Linked DNA regions of Gasterosteus aculeatus: region 2 is linked to region 1. The links are chromatin contacts, called in public Hi-C maps. All regions are on one chromosome and are shown on one strand. Each heading gives the region's core, a stretch centred on a gene start, on an enhancer-like site or on the middle of the called end of the contact. The rest is flanking DNA. Distances are from core to core; before and after follow the strand shown. Region 1 holds the start of ngly1 (N-glycanase 1). Region 2 has its middle 5.2 kb from the start of septin7a.

Region 1 (5,531 bases), core at 1,622-4,121:
TCGGGGATTGTTTACACCATTTGATATATAATGGTACTATTTGACCTCTTTTTCCCCTCTACTCTGGTCACCCATTGCTGTTTTCACAAGTTGCGAGTCGTTAAATTGAAATGAACGGCCGAATTCAAAAGGACGACGGCACAGAGTCAGAGGCCTTGGTTTTGAAAGTGCCTCGATAAGGGATCACAAAAGACACCACTGTTAGATCGCGCCTCCATTAAAGACGTTATTAAAGTCAGCTGCACGCACCAAAAGCTCCACTTATTTCATAATTGTAACAAATTGGCCAATCTTTGGGGGGGGCTTGGTTCCTGTTTAAAGAAAACAGCTTGGATGTAGGAAGCAAACAAGAGGCAATTATCATACATTATCTTCTATGATTATTCATAACAACCTCTTCAATAGGATGATTTGCTCTCTGCGTACTCTAATGGATCCAAAAGGCCTTTTGTGTTTCTCTCTGGCTGCTTCTCTTCAGAGCTCTTGAATATTGTATAAAAGCTTCAGGGTCCTCAGAGGAAGACCTCACTCAGTTAGTGCTGCTTGTAAATGTTGTGATGTTTATTTTTCTGTTGTTCGAGTGTCTACTGAATGTCTGACTGCTTTGGAAATGTTCATAGGAGCAACGTGCACCACCTGCTGGACTAAAGAGACGGCCGCTCTCAGGGCTGAGCTCTGTTTCTATTGGATCAGATGGGGAAGAGGACATTTACTAAAGAACGGAACATAAGCTACATTTTCCGTTCTTTTGTTAGCTACTTAGGAATATTTTTACTGCACGACAAGTGCAATTTTCATTATTTCAGAAGATTCAACATAAAAATACACATGATAGTTCCTAAAAAGGCTAATAATTAAATAATAAATAATTAAAAAGGCTTATTCACAAAGTCACCTAAATACATTTTACTCACAATTATACATTTTAAACAAGGATTCAATGCTTTTATTCTGTCACTGACATTTTCCTTGAATCAGTTCATGAGAACGCACAAACCAACTAGCAGAAGAAGCGATGATGCTCATGGAAACTCCATGACGCCACAATAAACAATTGTGTCATCAGATGCTGCTGATGCACAGCGACGCGTTGGTGCCGCCGAATCCGAACGAGTTGGTGAGGGCGACGCGCCGGCCCCGAGCGTCCCACGGCTGTGCCGCGCGGGGGACGTAGTTCAAGTCGAATTCCGGCTCGGTCCGGTCCAGGTTGAGGGTCGGGGGCAGGACCCCGTGGTAGCAGGCCAGGGCGGTGAAGGCTGCCTCCAGGGCCCCCGCGGCCCCGAGCAGGTGTCCGGTGGCCCCCTTGGTGGAGGAGACGGCCAGGTTCTGGGCCGCATGCCGGAAGAGCCTCTTGATGGCGGCGTTTTCCGCCGCGTCTCCCAAGGGCGTGGAGGTGGCGTGAGCGTTCACGTACGTCACGTCAGCCGGCGAGACGCCGGCATCTCTGAGGGCCGCAGACATGCATCTGAAAAAGACAGTGGGACAAGTTCAACTCACGGGTGTTTCTCCAAGCTCCAATGAATTAACTTATAACCTTCAGGATCACATTCTATAAACTGTGAATGGCATCATGTGGTGAAAATACCAAATATCCCATTTTTTGCCTCTTTCAGGTCGTTCTTTTAGACTAAGACGAGTCACCTGAATGCTCCATCTCCATCCGCAGTGGGTGCAGTGATGTGACTGGCATCTCCAGAGAGCCCATAACCCAGGATCTCCGCGTAGATCCTGGCCCCTCGTTTTACCGCGTGGTCACGCTCCTCCAGGAGGAGCACCGCCGCGCCTTCGCCCATCACGAATCCCTCTCGCTCCGGGTGAAAGGGCCTCGACGCCTGGGCGGGGTCGTCGTTCCATTTGGTGGCGAGGGCCCGGGCCCTGGCGAAGCCGGCGACCGACAGAGGCCCCACGCAGGATTCTGTTCCCCCCGAGAGCATAGCGGCCGCATCGCCGTGGGCGATGAACCTGGCGGCATCGCCTACGGCGTGGGCACCCGTGGTGCACGCCGTGGACACCGCGTGGTTGGGACCCTTCAGTTTGTGTCTGATGCTTATGTGCCCAGCAGCCATGTTGACAAGGATGCGCGGCACGAAGAAGGGACTGACTTTTTTGTAGCCCTTCTCTCGGAAGGCCGCCGAGGTGCGAGCGATTTCATCCAGGGACACCATGCCCATGCCGACGGCCACCCCGGTGTTGACTTGTTCCTCCGGGGTTTCGGGGTGCCAGCCCGAGTCCTCCAGGGCCAGCTGAGCAGCTCCGAGAGCCATCACGGTGGCGGAGGACATGCTGCCGATCTCCCCACGGGACGCGAACCGCTCCTCCTCAAACTGGCCGTGGTCGTTTCCTCTGGGCACCAGCGCCGCCACTTTGCAGGGGATGGACTTGTAGTCCTCAGAGGGAAGAGCAACGATCCCACTGTGTCCTTTAATGAGGCGGTCCCAGGTTAGGACAGTCCCTGTGCCCAGAGGACACACTAACCCTATCCCAGTTATAACAACCCTCCTTTTGTGCTTTGCAGAGCTGCAGTGTCTGGAGTCTTGGTTTGGACAAACACAGACGGCCTTTTGAAGAAATGTCCTCACGTTGTGTGTCCTCAGCTGGAGCATAGTGCAGCAGGAGAGCGATAGAGCCCACATGCCGTTATGTCTGACGTTATAACTGTACTCACCTTGATTGTAGCTCCGGAATTAAGCGTGTTACTTACTGGACCGAGGATTGTTTGCAAATTGATTAAACTCATCACATTCACGAAACAAAACAAACAAACATCCTTGGACGGGTCTGTTGCGAGTCTTAGGTAGCACTTTCGAACGCCGGATTAAAGTCTAAACGTCGTTGTTAAAAATAGGACAAACCAATTGACCAGGAAAACGATGATTTATTGTATGACTTTAAAAAAGACTTCTCAAATTAAAAAAAAAAGTTATGCCCGTTACTTAGCGCGACAAACTTCTACTCAGGCGATTACGGGTCACCTAAAAACAGACCCGAAAACACCCACTAGCCAAAATTGCAACTTTAGCTTCAGCGCTAGTGAAAGACTTGAACCAGTTTGTTCAGGAAATACCACCATGGTTTTGTCACCAGCAGTGACGACGCTGTGTGAGAATTCAAATGAAGTCTTTCTAGACGTTGCGAAGTTGTTGCTTACATATGCTGATAACATTTTACGGTAAGGTTGTGAACGTATAACAACGCAACACACCAGCGACGTGATGATGTGTGTGTTTTTTTTCCTTCTTTTTGTACACTAATCGTTAACAACCGTGCCAACGTTAGCCCAACCGCCGGGTACAGCTAACCTAGCTTAGCCCCGCTATATGCGTTATAAAGTGTTTTGTCTTTGTCAACACACGCACAAGGTAAAATTCTGAAATGATTAAAGGATCAATCGCCATGGGTGCTCGTTGGGCAATTCTTCCACCGCCCTGAAGTCACCATGTCATGTTTCTTGGGTGTAATCAGATTTCTACCTATTTGTGTGATTGTAAAGCAGAGAACCCGTCAATAGGTGGCATATATGAACACGTCAGGCATCAGGAACACTTCTACTTACTCGTTTCATGTCGCCCCCCAACAGGTCTCCCAATGAGGAAAAGTACAGGTCGATCCGCATAGGCAATCCCACATTCTCCACCAAGCTGCTGCCCGTCAAAGGTGCTGTGGAATGTCTTTTTGAGATGGGATTTGAGGAGGTAATTGACAAGTATTAGTTCATCCCTCATCGGCCCAACTGTGTGTAAATCCTATGACCTCTTGCACCTCTTTACAGGCTGAAACCCACCTGGTGTTCCCCAAGTCTGCATCGGTAGAACAGCTGAAGCTCATCAGGGACTCCGTGGCAGCAGAGCGGGATCAGAGACTGTGTGGGGGACAGCCCGTCCAACCTATCGCTCAGGCCGTTGCACCCTTGGCCTCGACCTCGGTCTCGACCCCGTCCCCGGCGCCAGAGAGCTCTGCTGCTGCCTCCAGCCAGCCAGTTACACCACCTCCATCAGAGCCTTCATCTTTGGTAAAGATGTATTCTTCCCTCGTTTAGAGTATGTGTGTTACACGCTGTAAAATCACTGTGACACTAAAGACCCCTCGACTCACTTTGTTCTCTTCTAAAGACAAATTAAAGATGAAGAAACCTTATGACGTTCATCTAATCTAATGCCAATTTTTCCATATGATGAGGGTTTCATTGACAGCGTTTTAGAGTATCTCAAAGCCCTGGTTTGTGTGTACTACACCTTTTATAATATGGCCATGTTAGACAATTGGAGAGTGGTTGGAATGTTCTCTATTTCTTTATCTTAAATTGGTGATTTCCCAGTTCAGGTATTGGTGGCTACAGTGATTATTAAAGACGAAAGATTCAGGGTTTTAAATTAGACAACATCATCTTAAATTCTCAACTCTTTGGACCTTTACAATATTAATACGGTTTCTATTATTTTGAGATATTGGAGGGCATTGTGTAACAGTTGTATAATCTTGGTGTTTATTTTCTTGTCTTTCCATCAGGAGAACAGTATGAGTTTTTTCCTGTCCCTCCAGTCAAACTTCCAACATGTGATGATTTATGAAAACCCTGAGCTGCAGCAGAAAGCCAGGAGCCACATCCCTCACCAGCAGCTGTGCTCTGCTGCTGAACAGAAGCTGACGGAGGCGAAGGAGGTTGATCCAGGTGAAGTCCCCGTAGTCAGTCAGGACAATCGGTTGTATGTTGAACCGTATGCAAATAAAGATATGCATTAAATGGTGATTCGAGGGAACCACCTGACTTGCTTTCCTTTTTACAGAATGTAAACTTGGAATGGAAGACTTCCTGGTGCTGGAGCTGCTCAGATGGTTCAAGCAGGACTTCTTCTCCTGGGTGGACTGTCTGCCCTGCAGCCAATGCAAAGGCCCGACCGTGAACTCCAGGTCCCTTAGTCCCACCCCCGATGACATCCGCTGGGGAGCCCAGCGAGTAGAGAACCACTACTGTGAGAGCTGCCAGCTCTCCACCAGATTCCCCAGGTGTGTGGAGCATTCCTGTTAGTTCTTACTGCTCCAAGAAAATCATTTTGAGCTAATATTGAAAACTAGGATTAAGTTGCAGAAACTCATGCTTTAATTAATTGCTCTCTTGTTAATGCCAGATACAACAATCCCGAGAAGCTTCTTGAAACCAGGAGGGGGCGCTGTGGGGAGTGGGCTAACTGCATGACGCTGTGCTGCAGAGCCCTCGGCCTGGAGGCCAGATACATCTGGGACAGCACTGGTATGTACGGGACTGACGCATGTGGTTCATAGATGGATACTGTATTCATCACGAGGTGCGATTTGCATCCCTGATTCTATTTTCTGCTCTGCAGAGCTAAAGCAGCTGTTTACATGATATTTTAAGAGGACATATTACAATCTTGTCGTGAATATGAATGAGCTATTTGGTGAAAGCCACCAACAACTTCTTCTTGAGCTTTCACCCACATCTAATGTGCTTCATCAGAAAATTAAGTTTACTCCGTTGTCATTTAGTTGGGTGTTATCACAACTGGAGCTAC
Region 2 (5,531 bases), core at 807-3,306, 37 kb before region 1:
TGAAATGATTAATTTGAGAATTTCTACGCGTTGACAACACAGAGATGAATCAACAGATTAAATAGATCAAATTTTGTGATTTATATGATTGGCATGAACTCATGTGTAGGAGGCCCTTGAGTCTAAAGTCAACTTGCAACCTATTTCAATACACACACATTGCGATTTACTTAAGCTGCCCGCATTGAACCGTGAAAAGTGTATTCTCTGCAGAGAGCAAACAATGTCAAACTGAAGAGGCCAGCTACATTCAGTGAAAGATAACTATATTTAGTCGACCACGAGCGAATGCTGAAGAGAGATGCTGCACTTTGTCGTTGCAGTGCATGCTTTTGTTATACACAGCGATGTAGAGACAAGGGCCGATCTAAATTAGACCTGTGGCGTGATCACAGACACGCAAACCTGAAACCCGGCGCGCACAGAAGCCTCCCAATGCATCTAGTGAACGGAGAATAACGTCGATGCCCGTAGCAATAATTAGGCTGAACTACATCACACCAACACTAGAACGGACATGGCGCGGACTCACGCAGAGCTCTGTCATTACAGCGATCCCACCATCTGACACTCTCTCCCCGTCTGGCTGGCTGATTGCCCCGACCTGCCCCTCTGTGCTATGTCATTGCCTGTGTGCAAACAGCACGCCACTTGGCTCCGACTGCAAGACGCCACCGGTTTCATCCACCGATGAGCCTGTGCATGACCAGGTCAACTACCGCAACTGCAGGATAGTGAGGGTTTGTTGTGCATAGGGATTAGATAGTAATATTAGTCAGATGCCAGGGGGCTCTCTGCCTTTGATCAGAGATGAAGTGAAACGTACGACCCACCAGCAAGGATTTCTGATGATCTAGAAAAGTAGCAGACATCACATCAGTAAAGTTACTATGGAGCGACCTGTTTTACCACCTGGGAGGAGAACACTGACTTCTAGAGCTCATCCATCTTTCATTATCACGCTCTCTGCTAGTATAGCGTTTCTTCAAATAAATTAAGTAATATGTATGTATATAGATCATGAGTTTTATTGCAGAGTTTACGCCTCCCTCGTAACGAGCTTCTTTGAGCGGCTCCTGACAGAAATAACAGGAAATGCCAGGCTGACGTAAGTTATGTTAACTTAACGTTAGGCGTCGTTAAAATGTCGACGTTATTCCACGGGCTCCTCGCCAAACCCCATTCATAAATCTAGAGATGTTACAACGCGAGATGATTTAATTTAAACTCTGTGTAACAAATAAATAGGAAAAACAAACAAAAAAACCCCGACGCACTCGTTAAGAGACACTTATATAATCCGCATCCGTGGGGAGCAGAAGGTTATAACTCACGTTACGACTGGAACGTTAATCGGATTGTAGCGTGGAGTTAGGAGTGACATTTCCCCCCCGCCGGGAGGGCTAGGCTAACGTTAAGCTAACGTTACACACAGAATGGGACGCAGGCGGGGTTTTATGGCCAAGCGTTTTGATCTGGCTAGAACTAAAACTTTAGGCTAAACTACTTTTTCAAAAAACTTCTCGTTGGACTTTGGGGTCAGCTTCACAGAGGAAAAAGAAGGTAAAACTGAGTGAAACTCACCCATTAGTCCGACGTCCGTTTCGCCAACCGATGTTTCTCTGCCCGACATCGCGTCTCTTAAACTCTGCACTCAACTCCGTCAGTAAAGTAGTGGTGGTTGAACCCAGAGCGTTTAAAAGAGAGTTACGTCACTTCCGTTCACTCCGACGGCGGACAATGGCGGCTCACGGAGCCTCTCGATGGTTCCCGGAAGTTTGCGGCGTTCCTGGTGGACTTTTATGAGGCGTGTAAAGAAAAGAGATTATATTGTATATTTAACAACGGCTTAAAAATAACATGTGCACTGAAGCATGTTAATGAATTCCCCTCTAAATGTGTAGATTAAGAGAATGTTAACACATAACAGATTGGGGGAAGTTAACTATTAGAATCAATTATCATATTTGAGACATGTAAGAGGCATTGTAACAAGGTTGATAGTAAGCAATTATCAAACCTTTGTGTGACTGGAAACATTAGGGGTGTTTCAAATAAGAGGGAAACAAGGAAACATGTTAACTGCATCACACTGCGGTGATGCGCCGTGTTGCACGGTAAGTACCTGTGAACATTTTACATACGTATTTACATTTATACGTCTATACAATTTCTATATAACTATTTTAAAGTACCATTCCTGTCTCCGTTTGTACAGATTTCTACCCAAAACAAATTAAATCAAATTAAACTTGCAAATCACGTGACAATCGAGCTAGTTGACGCGACTCTCTCTTTTAACGGCTCTGGTTGGACCTTCTTGCGGTCGCAGGATTCGTACACTAAAAGACGTAATGACGTAATTGAGGCGACAACAACAAAGCGAAATGCTTAAACTAATCTTGGAGAATGCCTTGCAAGATTTGCGTAGAACCAAATGTTACATACATTTACAAAGTGTGTCAATTATGTAATAAAATATAAAATCAATGCGGGGTTGAAAATAACTCCTCAAGAAACTCCTCAAGAATCATGCTAAAGATATGCATAACCTAACACTAACATTATTAACTCGGACCAACGTTTGCACATATTAGTCTCTCTCTCTCTCTCTCTCTCTCTCTCTCTCTTTTGATAAATTGAGCAACAGTGTCATCTAGTGAATATTTACATTACATGCAACTACAATTCATTTTGGAACCGCCCTGGTTTTGGTTACATTTAAATGAGTTTGTAAAAAAGAAAAAAGGGGGAAAAATGTCAAAAAGACACTGTATATAGCTTTGTTTTGGAGGTGAAAATGGTTTAATACACTGTGCAGAGAAGCTTTACTGTCCAGAAGACAGATTTGATCAACTGTCCAATAGCTGTGTGAAGTTAGTGACATTATTCCATCGCTTGTTTATGGAAGGTTGCAAATGTTTTCAGAAAGAAAAAAAACTCCCAAACGTAGTGAGAGAATCCAAATAAAACCACAAGAATGTAGATAGAGGAATGACTGGAACTGGGCTTCATAATAGAAAAAAAACATCAATTATATCAAATGCAGTACAAGATATAACAATAACTAACAATCAGAGGTGTTAACGAACAAAGTGTTAAGGAAAGAAAGAGAGAGAGAGAGACACCACACAGAGTTCTGCACTGCATTCTGGGAGTTTTCTGTTTCTATCAAAGAGCAGAGCAGACATGAACCCTCCTACGCAAGGCAGCGGTGAAGAATCTAAATGAAACGGAGGGCCGTGCGCCTGTCACATTCCCTCATAGGAATGATGCACGCGAGGCTTTACATGCGCCATCTGTGCCATCTGTGGGGCTCACTGTCATTGTGTGTACAAGCGAGGAGGACGTCGTGTTGCTCGGGAAGATGACGGAGTTGTTGAAGTTGCTCAAAGACTGTAAACTGTATATTTACACTGAGACGACACGGCAATTTGATTTGCTTGATTATTGTTCTTCACGGTTGCATAGTGATCATGAAAGGACATATTTGCCTCTATTTTGTTAATGGAGCTTGTTATCATCTTCAAATAGACAGATAACAGATAAATATGGAAAATAGATGTGTTGATTTTTACTTTTTATTGTGTTGTAGGACACGTTTTACCATTTGTCTCTTTGCTGGTCGTCATCATGACTCGGCCCCAGATCATATGTCATTTTGGTGTGATTTCCATTTGTATCGCTTTGTGGTGTCAATCAAAACCTGATCTTTATCATTACGTCTTATGGTGGTGCCATATAGGCGGTACGGCGCCTGCGTTGCATATCACAGTTACACCGAATAAAGAGGCTGCTAAAGGCATCATGTAAGATTCATCACTAGGAGTGTGTGGTTTTTGATAATAACACAGAAATAGCTGATATTTGCAGGGAGAATGCACTTAGGTTCCTCCTCCTGCGGCAGCATGGTCCTGTCAGAGCGACATGTTATTGGATTGGGACGAGGTTGCTGAGTCATTGCTGTGTAAGCAGCACTTTAATGTTGCTGGTTAATGTGGAACTATATATGTTTGCGTTGAATTTCATATATTTTGTAGGTATGATCGTGATCTTTAAAGTTATAAACTACAGACAAATGTTGTGGGGTAAAGATGTAGAGTGTAATGATAATGGAGTGTAAGTATATCTTTACTTAAGTAAATGTGCTGTGTTTGTGTCTTCTGATAGAGTCCACTGATGCTGCTTGGTCCTCAAGTAATGGCATATTTCACACACAAGGTGTCAGTGTAATACAGCGACAGCGAGCCCCATCCTCTCACATTTTCTGAATAATGATGCGGTTTCACAAGAAAACCCTGCTTGATCACTATGCTGAGACGCCCATAATCTGAGTGCTGAAGAATCCCAGTGAATGGAAATGTTTAGTGAATGGAGCGACCGCCGTGACGGAGCAGCATGAGCTTTAACACCAGCGCTGAGACGAGGCGACTGCAACGAAGCCATCTGCGGTCCAAATGGTTCCTTTTTCATGGATCTAATTTCAAACCCAAGGCGTCTGTGCGACCATTCAAATTCCCTCATTCGGGGAAGGTGATTTGCTTTCTCTCATGTTCAGGGTGTCATTTGGCACAGATGGAGGGGCAGCGTGCACCTGCCCGCCCCAAAGGATTCGGCCTGAGCAGAATGCTGCATTCATTTCCTCCGATGAATCATTTGGCATAAAAGCAAATGGCACCGTCCCTCATGTGCGCTCATCAACGCAGTTCGTCTCCGTCCGGCAGCAAACAATTGTCCCCTTCTGCCATTTCAGTGTGGGTTTGCCCAGTGCTCATTTCATCATCTCTGTATCTATTTGCCGTCCTTTCGCAGCAGGGGGGGGAGGAAGCCTGTGCACATACGCGCTGTCACACATGGGGCAACCTGGGCAGTATTGTTGGAGATAATGACTGGAGCTGATGGAGGAGCTGCCTGTCATCTAGAGCAGCAGCTCATTAATGAGGAGGAAGAGCGTGGGCTCTTCCTCCTAACGCGGACCAAAGCAAGCTGGAGGCCTGCAGCAGCCCAACGGTCCTCTCCCCTTTTTTAAAAAGACATTTAAATATATATTAGCTGGAGAGAAAAGGCAGCAGGGCTTCATGTTTCATCCATTTATTTGGCACGCGGTCGGGCTACTGGACCAAAGAAAAGGATTCTTAAAAATGAATCAATCGAAAAAGATCTGAGTTGATGGAAAAATCATCATAACAGTTTTTGGAAATAATTAAATGAATAAATTGCATCAGTGGAGCTCTTTAAACAAAAGGTTTTATGTCAAAGGATGATTCAGTTCAGGTAATGTACTGTAGGGAGTGCATTACTGTGCAAATACTGTCATTTACCCAACGTTAAACATTACTGTTAAATAGTGCATTAAGGGCCAAAGGAAATCTATACATCCATGCATACTCTCAATAACTGGTTTGTTTTAATGACGCTGCCATTGAGCACATTGAACCAATGTGTGTTCTACCTGCACTGTAGAATCAGCAGACCCACAATGAAGGCAGCCACCATTAATGTTATCACTAAATAATGTGCTCCGCAAGTGA

Evidence for each region. A called contact is a pair of places that touch in the nucleus more often than the background predicts.
Region 2: a contact with region 1 is called in a Hi-C map of whole body, with 2.8 times the contacts expected there. The contact joins the enhancer-like site here to the promoter of ngly1 in region 1. A contact is called at or near these places in 4 of 6 Hi-C or Micro-C datasets (skeletal muscle, tail fin and whole body).

Annotation. Positions count from the first base shown.
Region 1 is chr10:14,803,260-14,808,790 of fGasAcu3.hap1.1, reverse strand. ngly1 (N-glycanase 1) reads left to right here and starts at 2,871. Exons shown (of 12, transcript XM_040187964.2): 1 at 2,871-3,169; 2 at 3,578-3,692; 3 at 3,770-4,009; 4 at 4,507-4,669; 5 at 4,785-5,004; 6 at 5,127-5,248. The coding sequence starts at 2,871. It overlaps oxsm (3-oxoacyl-ACP synthase, mitochondrial), which reads right to left and starts at 3,017. Exons shown (of 2, transcript XM_040187968.2): 1 at 1,642-3,017; 2 at 924-1,465. The coding sequence starts at 2,633. The coding sequence ends at 1,063.
Region 2 is chr10:14,839,661-14,845,191 of fGasAcu3.hap1.1, reverse strand. No RefSeq gene overlaps it. Among protein-coding and RNA genes, the nearest start is that of septin7a, 5.2 kb to the left of the region's middle. Within about 2 kb of position 2,056, at least 9 of the 9 cell types and tissues checked have open chromatin away from gene starts, as enhancers often do.